2 separate regions of the Pan troglodytes genome follow, and region 1 is linked to region 2. Evidence: chromatin contacts called from public Hi-C data. All regions are on one chromosome and are shown on one strand. The core of a region is the stretch at or near the end of the contact, and the rest is flanking DNA. Distances in the headings are between cores, read along the strand shown. Region 1 overlaps RCOR1 (REST corepressor 1). Region 2 holds the start of RCOR1 (REST corepressor 1).

Region 1 (2,898 bases), core at 27-2,526, 98 kb after region 2:
GTGGATGCAGATTAAAGTATTGTTTCCGTGTTTAATTTACTGTCCTGTGGTTATGTAGGACAGTATACCTACCCTTAGAAAACACTTGCTGAATGTTTAAGAGTACTGGGTCATAATATATGAAAGCTGCTCTCAAGTAGTTCAGGAAAAAGTTAACACACACACACACACACACACACACGCTTATTTTTATTATTAAAAATAGCCTCTAACTTACCCCACCATGTGGACATAACCACTATTAAAGTTTGCTTCCGGATCTTTTCGGTATGCTTATATGCACTCTGATTTTAAGCACAAATGGTTACATCTTCTGTGTAGTGGTTTTCAACTTTAATTTTCCTGCAATTAAAAATTAAACCGAGTTTTGATCCTGAATAATATCACATCTTGTAGCATACTTTATTCAACTACATCTCTCCTTCCTTCCTTCCTTCCTTCTTTTTCTTTTTCTTTTTTTTTTTTTTTTGAGACAGTCTTGCTCTGTCGCACAGGCTGGAGTGCAGTCACACGGTCTCAGCCCATTGCAACCTCCGCCTCCCAGGTTCAAGCAATTCTCGTGCCTCAGCCTCCCAAGTAGCTGGAATTACAGGCATGTACCACCAACACCTGGCTAATTTTCATATTTTTAGTAGAGTTGGGGTTTCACCATGTTGGCCAGGCTGGTGTTGAATTCCTGACCTTAAGTGATTGACCTGCCTCAGCCTCTCAAAGTGTTGAGATTACAGGCCTGAGCTTCTGCTCCCAGCCCACATCCCATTCTTGAACATTTAGATGTTCTTCTTTTTTCCTCCTATAAATAACACAAGTACACAGGAATTTATAATGTCCTCTCCCCAGTTGAAAAGAAAGCCCTTCTTAATTCTGCAGATCAGGTTTCTCAATTATGTGCATTCATAGTTCTTTTTCTCGGTCACTTACGACAATTGGAATTCATTTGTATGACTATTTCTCTCTCCAGTCAGACATGCGAGTTCCATAAGGGCAGAGATTGTCTATTTTAATCACAGCTATCAAAGCAGCACCAGGCACACAGTACGCCTGAAAGATTTGTTAAATCAGTGGAGAATAATTTCAACATAAACAATATATTTTATAAAAGATCACTTTGTTGCAACTTACTTTGAAAGCTCTTAAATAACTTGTTTGTATAGCAGTGCTTATGGAAGGCTACTCTATTGGATGGAGAATAGAAAACCCTCCACATTGCAAACAGTGGGACTTAACAGTGGGAGGGCCTGCCCCTCCCAACTCCCTCTCACAGGCAGGAGAGCCTGCCCTCTCATACTCCATCTCACAATGGGGTTTAGCTTCCTTTTCAGAGCTAAAGAACCCACCCAGCCTTCCTATAACACAGACTCTCTTTCATCTTTAATGGACAGAATCAAGATTATTGCTGCCAGAGATAGAAAGTTGGGGAAAAGTCCTCGAGGGTCCCCTTCTTTGTTTGGAGCAATTTGATGCAGGTAGCTTGTATTTCTGTTTATCTGCTTCCTGTTTCGTCTTTTATCTTTTATCCATCACCTTAAGCATTTATGCTTTTTTTTTTTAATCTTAAGAAATGGGGGTTCACTGTGTTGCCCAAGCTGGTCTCAAACTCCTGGGCTCAAGTAATCCTCCCGTCTTGGCTTATCAAAGTGCTGGGATTACAGGCTATAAGTGTGAGCCACTGCATCTGGCCAATCTTTTGTTTTTTGTATGAGGGTAGCTGGAGCACTTTTAATTTTCTAAGGTTAAAAACTTACCTTTGCTTCACTTAAGGAAACCATGTGAGAAAAAATGCACTTTTCATTTTCATCACTGCCCTACCAGCAACTACTGGTGTACTCTGCCAAGATAAGCTTCAGACAAGTCACTTCTCTGGGGATTGGGGTTGGAGACTGACTTATTCTGTAAAGTGGGATTTTAACAAACTCCCACTAAGAAATAGCTTTTAAAAATTTATTTTTTTGAGACAGAGTCTTGCTCTGTTGCCCAGGCTGGAGTGCAGTGGCACAATCTCAGCTCACTGCAACCTCCGCCTCCCGGGTTCACGCCATTCTCCTGCCTCAGCCTCCCCAGTAGCTGGGACTATAGGCGCCCGCCACCATGCCCGGCTAATTTTTTTGTTTTTGTTTTTGTTTTTGTATTTTTAGTAGAGATGGGGTTTCACCGTGTTAGCCAGGATGGTCTCAATCTCCTGACCTGGTGATCCGCCCGCCTCGGCCTCCCAAAGTGCTAGGATTACAGGCGTGAGCCATTGCGCCCGGCCAAGAAATAGCATTTTTATAAAGAAAGTACATTTTGTTACCTACTTGGAAGGACGGATTGATGAAATCCTCAGGCAGAGTCTCTGGCTTGGCTTCCTGTGCTGTTTTCCACCCCAGAGAGGGAGCGTTCAGATGTTTACTGTAGTAATGTCTGTGCCCACCAGGTGGCACAATTGCTTTACTTAAATGATTTAAGCTCATTTTGATTCTCAGCGAGGTGTGATAACTCATTTCTTATTTTAATAATAAAAGATGCCACGATATTTGTTACTGTATTTTTAAAGAGAATTTTTGCATGTTCAGTTGAGTGATGAGAGAGAAATTGGTGTCATGTTTCCTCTGTGGTACCTAATCCTACAGCAAGAGTTTCAAAAATATTTTTTTAAAAAAGCTCTAAGAAGGCTATAAGCCTTGTCATCAGCCCACCGTGTGGTGCCAGCCTGTTGCTTTGCATAGAATATCCAAGATCACACAGTGTTCTGAATATCTGCAGTATCTAGGGGGAGGGAAGGGTGAGTTAAGGTTACTGTGGCAATTTTCATCTGCATTTCTCCCTTCTTTTGCACTTGAGACTTACTGAGGGTACTAGGGCATTTCGTTCATTGAATTAAAATGAATATAGAAACAATTGAAGTTTAGCGTCCATCTG
Region 2 (3,085 bases), core at 18-2,517:
CCTGTAGCTATTTATATCCAGAGCTAGTCCCCAAATTAAGCTCAGGTTGGAAGTAACTTAAAAGAAAAATAGCCATCCCTGCTTTAAAAAGATTTTCCGTATAGACCTCCACTGGTCTAATTACGAAGGGCGCGTAGTTTCAGGGTTGGCTGGGGGTAGGGCACCGGGACCTCCAAGGCAGTTACACTCCTCAGCCTCCTAACAGCTGTACGGCTGCCCGGTGGTCCCTCTCCAAGGCAGCGGCTCTCAGGCTAGCCTCAGCCGACCCCACCCGCCCGCACCCCGTGTACTCCCTCGTGGGGGTGCCGGGGGGAGTAGGGAGGCGGGGCGGGCGGCAGATCCGGAAAAGTGGCTGCCCTCGCCCCGAAGGAAGTTGACCCTCCTCCTGTGCCGAGAGCTTGGGATGAAAATAGCTTCTTCCTCTTTACCCTTCCTGGACCCCCGCCCCAGGACGACTGGGCCCCTTCATTCATCTTTCAGCGGCCATCCAGGCGGCTTGGGCGTCCCCACGCCGGGACTCTGTGCCCCGGGGGCCCACGGGGACCCTCCCTTGGGCCTCTGAAGCCGCGGCGCACCCCGCACCCAAGCCACCCTGGGGGCCCCGGCCTCCCCCACCCAATTAGCGGGCAGCACCGCAGACCCGAGTCCCCACGCGGCTCGCGCCAGGGGAGGCGGCTGCCTGGGAAGCCCGTCCCCCGCGCCGCGGCCCCCGCCCCCGCCAGCCCCGCGTCCCCTGGGAAAGGCGGGGGCGCAGCGAGTTTCCCCCAATTAGTTTCCTCTTTGTATGGAGTCTTAGCGCGCCCGTACTCCTCCGCGCAGCGGAAAGTAGTCCCGGCCGGGCGCTGCGCGGCTTCCCAGCGCCAGACACATTTTACTTTGAGAAGTCGACTGGACTCTCAGCGGGGTCCTTCGGAGGGGGGCCAGAGGCCGCGGGAGGCGTGCGCGGGCAGCAGGGGCAGGGGCCGTGGCCAAGGGTAGGGGGCGGGGAGGGCCGCGAACTCCTCGCCGCTGCCTGGAGAGATGGATCATGGGGCGTAGGGAGATGGCAAACCTCAAACCACGTACGGCGGGCGATACGCGTCAACCGAACCTCGCCAACGGAAGCCCGGAGCCGCCCCTCCCCGCTCCCCCGCCCCGCCGCCCCGGACGGACGGGCGCGCGGAGCCAACCCCGCTGCCGCTGGCTGTCCAAATCCCACCAGAGCCAATGGGAGCGCGAGGGGGGCGGAGCCATCTCGCGTCAGTTGGGCTGCGCGCCCCCCTCCCCCGGCGCCCCTGCAGGCCCCGCCCCTGCCTCCTCCCCTCTCCGCTCGCTGCTCCCGGAGTAGTTGGTGCCAGTGAAGTGAGGGCGGCGATGAGAGCGAAAGTTGCGCTCGGCTCGTCGCTGGGGGCTTGAAGCGGCTCCGCGCTCTGCCCGTTTGGGCCTCCCCCGACTCGGACTCGCGCCCGTGGGCTCCCGCCGCGCCCGCCCGGCCCCGCGCCGGCCCCGCGCCCCCTCCCCCGTCTCGGCGCCCCCTCCTCAGGAGCCGCGGGTCCCCGCCACTTTCGCACGGCCCCGGCCCCCGCCGATGCCGGCCATGGTGGAGAAGGGCCCCGAGGTCTCAGGGAAGCGGAGAGGGAGGAACAACGCGGCCGCCTCCGCCTCCGCCGCCGCCGCCGCCTCGGCCGCCTGCGCCTCGCCAGCCGCCACTGCCGCCTCGGGCGCCGCCGCCTCCTCAGCCTCGGCCGCCGCCGCCTCAGCCGCCGCCGCCCCCAATAATGGCCAGAATAAAAGTTTGGCGGCGGCGGCGCCCAATGGCAACAGCAGCAGCAACTCCTGGGAGGAAGGCAGCTCGGGCTCGTCCAGCGACGAGGAGCACGGTAGGTGGCAGCCGCCCCCGCGGCCCCGGGCCCCGCGCCCCGCGCCGCGCTGACCGCCGTGTTCTGCTTCCCCCGCAGGTGGCGGTGGCATGAGGGTCGGACCCCAGTACCAGGCGGTGGTGCCCGACTTCGACCCCGGTGAGTAGCGGCCCCGGCCGGCCGGCGGCGGGGATGAGCGGGAGCCCCGGGTCCCCGGCGAGCCCGAGGGGGCGGGAGCCCGCCGACAACTTTCTTTTTGTGTGTGCGTTCGCCCTGCCGTCCGTGGGGAGAACAGCAGGGCGAGGACGAGGAGGCGCACACGCACACGAGTGTTCTGCAAACGTGCCTCTGCACCCGGGGGAGGCCAGGTCGCCCCCGGCAGGGCCGGCGCCGCTGCCCCCTTGCGCCTCCGAGGACTGCGGGTGGCGTCGGAGGTGGCCACACCTGGCCTGGGGGCGCTGGGGGTCCCTGCGTCCAGGTGAGCTGCGCCTCGGCCAGGGGTAAGGGTGGCAGTGCCGGAGAGTTAGCGTCCTGCGAGCGCCCCGGACTTAGGAGGTCCCCAGAGACCCCTTTCTCGGAACCCTTCCCAAAGGCTGCTCCCCACGCCTTTGCTCCTCCTCTCAGCCTCTGGGCTCTTGCTGGCTCCTGACTCCCCTCCCATCCAGAAGGCGAGTAGAAGAACGACCCCCCCAAAACCAGTCAATAAAAGAAGTGTGTTTTCCAGAGGGCGCCTGCCTGGGGAAGAGAGTCTCGCGTGTGGCAGTTTGATTTTAGGACCTATTTGTAAATGTGTGTATTTCCTTTTTTTTGGAGGAAGAGACTGTGAAATTGAGAAGCATCAGAAGCTTTAGCCTAACAAATGCTTTTCACCTACAAGAAAGCCCTACACCCTAGAATGGAACACTTAGTTCCCTGGCTGCTATTCTGTGTAGAAGCAAATTTAAAGTGGTACAAGAAAAAAAATCCAATCAGACAAAGGAATTCGTCAGATTTTAATGCATGAGATTCTAGCCAGTGTCTGTATGAGACTGTCTTTAAAGGTTGTTGGTATGGAAAATGTTTGAAAGAACGTAGGATTTATTTCAGAAATAAAATTCAAAAGAGCATCTTGTAAAGCTGGAGTTAACAATCCTCCCTGGTTGGAGGGCTTTAGAGCTGGGGTTCTCTATGTGGGTTATACCATTAGTTTATTTGAAAAGATAAACGCATACATGTTTTTTCCTTGGAAACAAGACTGCAGAAAATTG

Evidence for each region. Hi-C and Micro-C count contacts between places; a contact is called where the count stands out from the background.
Region 1: a Hi-C map of stem cell-derived neural progenitor cells shows a contact between it and region 2, with 2.8 times the contacts expected there. The contact joins the enhancer-like site here to the promoter of RCOR1 in region 2. A contact is called at or near these places in 1 of 7 Hi-C or Micro-C datasets (stem cell-derived neural progenitor cells) and 1 of 1 datasets of contacts at active chromatin or transcription factors (stem cell-derived excitatory neurons).

Annotation. Positions count from the first base shown.
Region 1 is chr15:100,703,140-100,706,037 of NHGRI_mPanTro3-v2.0_pri, forward strand. All of the region lies in intron 3 of RCOR1 (REST corepressor 1), which reads left to right. Among named protein-coding and RNA genes, the nearest start is that of TRAF3, 85 kb to the right of the region's middle. Within about 2 kb of position 1,277, at least 4 of the 24 cell types and tissues checked have an H3K27ac peak or open chromatin away from gene starts, as enhancers often do. A contact at or near this core is called in stem cell-derived neural progenitor cells, where this site is marked.
Region 2 is chr15:100,605,263-100,608,347 of NHGRI_mPanTro3-v2.0_pri, forward strand. It overlaps RCOR1 (REST corepressor 1), which reads left to right and starts at 1,268. Exons shown (of 12, transcript XR_010151278.1): 1 at 1,268-1,859; 2 at 1,938-1,997.